2 separate regions of the Mus musculus genome follow, and region 1 is linked to region 2. Evidence: chromatin contacts called from public promoter capture Hi-C data. All regions are on one chromosome and are shown on one strand. Each heading gives the region's core, a stretch centred on a gene start, on an enhancer-like site or on the middle of the called end of the contact. The rest is flanking DNA. Distances are from core to core; before and after follow the strand shown.

Evidence for each region. Promoter capture Hi-C pulls out the DNA fragments that hold promoters and counts their contacts.
Region 1: a promoter capture Hi-C map of neural stem cells shows a contact between it and region 2. The contact joins the enhancer-like site here to the promoter of Alyref in region 2. A contact is called at or near these places in 8 of 39 promoter capture datasets (the 3T3-L1 cell line, 3T3-L1-derived adipocytes, cranial neural crest and 4 more) and 3 of 115 datasets of contacts at active chromatin or transcription factors (effector CD8 T cells, embryonic stem cells and pancreatic cancer cells).

The regions. Positions count from the first base shown.
Region 1 is chr11:120,904,270-120,906,969 of GRCm38.p6, forward strand. The region is part of intron 3 of Ccdc57 (coiled-coil domain containing 57); the gene reads right to left. Among named protein-coding and RNA genes, the nearest start is that of A430102A20Rik, 27 kb to the right of the region's middle. Within about 2 kb of position 1,287, at least 91 of the 459 cell types and tissues checked have an H3K27ac peak or open chromatin away from gene starts, as enhancers often do. A contact at or near this core is called in neural stem cells, where this site is marked.
Region 2 is chr11:120,597,011-120,599,710 of GRCm38.p6, forward strand. Alyref (Aly/REF export factor) reads right to left here and starts at 1,355. Exons shown (of 6, transcript NM_011568.1): 1 at 1,095-1,355; 2 at 625-756. The coding sequence starts at 1,328. It overlaps Anapc11 (anaphase promoting complex subunit 11), which reads left to right and starts at 1,522. Exons shown (of 3, transcript NM_001038230.2): 1 at 1,522-1,860; 2 at 2,232-2,358. The coding sequence starts at 2,250.

The sequences.
Region 1 (2,700 bases), core at 37-2,536, 310 kb after region 2:
TTTAATCCCAGCACTCAGGAGGCAGAGGCAAGCGGATTTCTGAGTTTGAGGCCAGCCTGGTCTACAGAGTGAGTTCTAGGACAGCCAAGGCTACACAGAGAAACCCTGTCTCGAAAAACAAACAAAACCAACCAACCAACCAACGACAGAACAACAAAAATTCTCAGGTAAAATGGGGTCATAGATGAAACCATTTTAAGAAGCCTCTCTCTGAGGGATGACTGTAACTCTTGCAGTTCGGTGAGCACCCAGGTTGCAGCCATTGCTGTCAGGCTAGCATATATTCCCTTCTGCAAACTTCCTTCTCATTTCTGACATGATGAGGTCTGCCACGGGGTCCTCGGTTGATACGAGAGTTTGGATCCTCCAGTTACTAGCAAGCCAAAAAACCTAATTTCTATATTTCTGGGGCCAGGTACTTAATCTCATTTTTGATCAGCACAGAGCCAGAGCCCCTGGAAGGACTGAGTGCTCAGGCACATATGCCAGCCCTAGTCCTGGGCCCTGCCCTGCCCTGCCCTCCACCAGACTCCAGCCCTGAAGGACAGACTGAGGGAGGACAGATGCAGCTCTGAGGGAGTTGTCCCCACCCTTACCCCATGAAGCACCATCCAGCCCTGGTAGACAGGTGCACTGTGTGAGTTCTGCAGCAACAGGTCTCACTTTCTGGCTCAGGAAACTGCAGAAAGCACAACTAGAAGTTATATTTCACTTTTTCAATCCCTTGAAAGGTAAATGTGAAATATATAGTCACGTGAGTGACCCTTATTGGAATTAGAATATTAAAATCATTACTATAATTATAAAATCATGGCTGAATGCTTGCCTGTTATGTGTGGTGCCTTGGGTTCTATTCCAAGCATAGGGACAAATGAAAGACAAAAGGAAGGAAAGAAGAAAGAAAGGAAGGAAGGGAGGGAGGGAGGGAGGGAGGGAGGGAGGGAGGGAAAAAGGAAAGGAAAGGAGAAGAGAGGAGAAGGGAGGGGAGAGGGGAAGGGAGGGGAGAGGAGAGGAGGGGAGGGGAGAGGAGAGAAGGATGGTGAGTTAGTAGAACCTACCTGTAAACAGAGAACCTGGGAGGCAAAGATAGAGAAGATCCCCTCAAGTTCTGGGCAGCCTTGGCTACATGTTAGGAATCTGTCTCAAAGGACAAAACCAAAGCAACCAACTAACCAAACAGCAACAAATCCACAGAATTTGAAACAGTTTTTTCTGAACAAAATCCACAGAGGAAGTTCTGCAGGTTGTGGCCACCAGAGAGCAGAGTTCCATGCTAAGTCAAGCCTGTGCTGCCACCTTCTGGTCTTGCTGGACAGTGTGACAGGCAGCCATGACCTGTCTCCACTGTGCTCTTGTCAATGTTCTGGGGACCGTGTCTCTGGATAAACCATGGGACCTCACACAACAGTCTGTCACTCTGTCTCCTTGCACACATTCTTTGTCTCAACAACTGGCAGTCATCCTCTGTGGCACCTGCCTCTTCCATCAGGCCCATCAGAGCTCAGGGTCAGATGTCCCCACTGGCTCCCCTTCTGGGCATGCTCATATCTGCAGGGGCCTACTACCCCATCAGCCTGCTGGCTACTTCTCCCATGCCTGGCCCAGTAAGTCCGCAATCATGTATGTCACTGCTCTACACAAACACTCAACAGTTTCCCATGGTGCCAAAGTCTTTAAAGGCTCTGAAGGCCGAGCTCCACTTTGGACATTCGTCCTCTGAACTTGAACTCTATCTTCTAGGTATCTCCGAGCACATGGGCAGGTTCTTGTCTTCCTCCTCCTGAACTCTCTTCTGCACCCTCACCAACGTCTGTGGCTCCTCTTGCCCACTCACTGTACTTGACTCCTGACCCTCCCGTCTCATCACATCTATAGGCAGTTAACTGTCTCAAGGTGTTCTTCCCTCTATAAGGGCAAGCATGGCAGGTATGACTGACAGGCATGACAGGTATGACAGGAATGACAGGGATCCGTGCGCAATCCCAAGCCTGAAGAGCTACCAGCATGCAGCATGCATTCAGAAACATTTCTGAAATGAGTGGGTAAATTTCCTCCAATGTCTTGTGAGCCTGTGACTATCCAATAAGAAAAAGGATTTTCTCTGGTTCACAGTACGTGATAACTGACCAGTCAGTTACTAGTTATAAACTTGCCTCAACTTATAAGAGAAAAATCATTATTTCATTGAATTGGTTCTATTTACAAGGGTGACCAACATGTGAGATTCTGGCCCAACAACAGAAAAGAGCAATTGAGCAAAAGAGTTGTTGGTCTTTAAGATTCTGTGTTAACACAACTCTCTGCTCACAACTACCCAGAAGGCCAAGACTGTTCCAGGCCAGATCAGGCTGCTATAGGCAGACTGCCCCGGGCTGCAGAAGGCTGCCTCAGGCTGGCTATTCCAACCCACCAGGGGCAGACCTTTCCCTAGCCTCCTGCGGCAGAGCTGGCACAGTAGCATGTAAGGCTTGGTGCTTCCAGAGATAGGGCTAGGGACACCTGAGTGTGCTCCACTGAGTCTGCACAAACTAATCACTCAGCCGCCTTTCCCAGCTAGAGACTCTCTTGAAGCTCCCTTGGTGACTTTGGTACCACTGCGAGAGTGTCATTTCTTAGACACAACAGTTGCTGAGTTGTTTTTGGTGGTTGTGTTGCTGCTAACTTTTTAGACAGGTTCTCATTTTGTAGGCCAAGTTGGCC
Region 2 (2,700 bases), core at 105-2,604:
CCAAAATTATGCCTTGTAACCAGAGAACTCTAAATGCCTCTGAGGTCCAGTTTATAAAGAAATTTAAAAAGACACAAAATCCAAGAAGGGAGGGGAAGAGAAAAAAAATATTTCGAAGGCATGGAGAACCATGACCCAGGTAAGACCCAGGAAAGATCGCCAGTTAAGATCCAGCACAGAGACGCAGGCTGGAAGATACTCTCAGCCACCTTTCTCAGCATCTGGGAGATGCTGGACTTCCTTCTCCTATCAGTTCACCATATCGAGCATAAATCTGAGAAGCAAGCACCTTTCGGTCATGCTGGGACCGGAGTTGTGGCCAGTCTGTGCAGGTTAGAAACTGTAAGCTCTGGCACAGGGCAGGCGCTCACAGTTTGGACAGCAGACAGGACTCATTTTTAGGGGGGCGCGCGCACACACACACATACACACACAGTGTGTGACATCTTCCTGCAGCCTGGCTTATGGGGTCGTGCTCAAACCCTACTTTTTCTGAGGCCAAGGCTCTCAGGGTGACAGTGGCTGGCTCTGGGCAGCCTAGGGGAGGGCAGGTTCCAATCTGTAAAGGATCCTGGAGCCCACGTCCGCGTGGGACGAGGAAAGCGGAGAGCTCCCGTCTCCTACCTGAATATCAGCATCTGACACTCCGAAGTCCAGGTTGGACACCAGCAGCTTCCCGCCGGTCTCCACGCCGGCTCCACCCCCGAAGCCGCTGTCGAAGAGGTCGTGCTGCCATTTGTCGGGAAGTTGTTTCGGCTGGAGAGAAACCGTAAGCACAGAGACACTCGTGAGACTCGTCCCGGGAGCCCGCGACACCTCGGCGACGCTCTCCCGTCGGCCCCGCGGCCAAGGTCGAGGAGCCCCGAGAGTCCCCCAGCCCCGCCGCTCCGCTACGGACACCCAAGTTCTCTCGCAGCGGCCCCCGCCGCCACGAGGCTGGACCACGACCGGACAAAGCGTCCCGGAAGATCCTGGCCTCGGGACGGCCTCGCCCCCGCCCACCCCTCGGCCGCGGTCCCGCGCGGGACGCTCACCCGGTCCCGGCCGGCCCGGGCGCACCCTCCCCGGCCCGCGCCGCAGGTCCCCGCACTCACTCTGCTGTACGGCGCCGGCCGGTTCCTGCCGCCGCCTGCGGCGCCGCGGGCGATGGCGGGCCGGTTCCTCATAGGCCCGCCGCCTCGATTCACCCGCGCGGCGGCCTGCACTGCGCCGCCGCGGCCGCCCTGGGAGCCGGCCCTGCCGCGACCCCGGCCCCCGCCGCGGCCTCCTCGCTGGCTCCGGTTCAGCTTAATGATGTCGTCCAAAGACATGTCCATTTTGTCGGCCATGGCGGGCGCGGATTCGGGCCTCGGATCGAGCCCGCGCGTCAGCACGCCGCGGCGTCACTTCCGGCGCCTCCCCCTGCCTTCCGGCGTCGCGGGCCCGAAGCGAGCGGCGATTGGTCTGGGCGCGCGCGATTCCGCAGAGCGCCTGCGTACGGCTCGCCGCGGTGGCTGGCGCTACTTCGGAGGAGCCCGACGCGGCGCGGTCGTTTTTATACATTCCCGCGCGGAGGCAACGGAAGGGCGGGGCGCCTCGTGATTAGGCCGCGGAGGTGCGAGGGCGAGCAGGGGGCGGGGCCTGCGGGCGCCTCCCTGGGAGGCCGGAAGATCCTCGGGCGTCGCCTGGGTGCAGCGCAGTGTGCGCGTCCCGCGTCCCTCCTCACCGTGCGATCGTGGGGGTCCCGGCCGGTCCGTGGGTCCGACTTGGTTGTTTTTGCTCGAAGGCTCGGTCTCCTGACGAGCTGGCGTCCTCACCCCTGCTTTAACTTCGCGGATTAGTGACAGTCACTCTTTCCATATCTTTAAAAGCGAGGCCCTGGTTAGTGAAAACCAATGTTTTGCGTGGATGCGGAGGTTTTGTTTTTGTTTTTTTGTTTGTTTTCGTTTCCTGTTTGGCTGATCTGCTTCTGCCCCGGGATTAGAGGCGTGTGCCACCGTGCCAGACTACATGAGTGCAGATCTTTAAAGGCATCCTTAAAGGTGGCAAAATAAACTCGTGCCATTAATCCCACAGGCTCTCCTTGCCGTCTTTAAAGACAAACACGTGCCTTTTTCTTTCTTTTTGGTCGGGACGCACGGAATTTTGGAAGATGCCGTTCTTGACGAGTGCAGCACTTGCCGCAGCTCCATGACTTTGAGCTTAGGTGCTTTCGTATTCCGTACTAACTCCAGGTCATCCTCTTCCCTCAGGTCACAGGCTCTGTTGTCATGAAGGTGAAAATTAAATGTTGGAATGGTGTGGCCACTTGGCTCTGGGTAGCCAATGATGAGAACTGCGGCATCTGCAGGATGGCGTTTAATGGCTGCTGTCCAGACTGTAAGTGTCTTCCTATGCGCTCTCAGAACTTTAGCCTACTCCACCAGCCTAAAAATCCCTAGGTTTCCCAGCACTGGGTAGGCAGAGACTGGAGGATCTCTGAGTTTGAGTTTAGCCTGGTCAACAGGACAAGTTACCTAACCCTAACCGAAACCCCACCGGACAGTGGTGTTGCACGCCTTTAATCCCAGCACTCTGGAGGCAGAGGCAAGTGAATCTCTGAGTTCAAGGCCAGCCTGATCTACAGAGGGAGTTCCAGGACAGCCAGGGCTACACAGAGAAACCCTGTTTTGAAAAAAAAACAAAAAACAAAACAAAACAAAAACAAAAAGCCAAACAGTG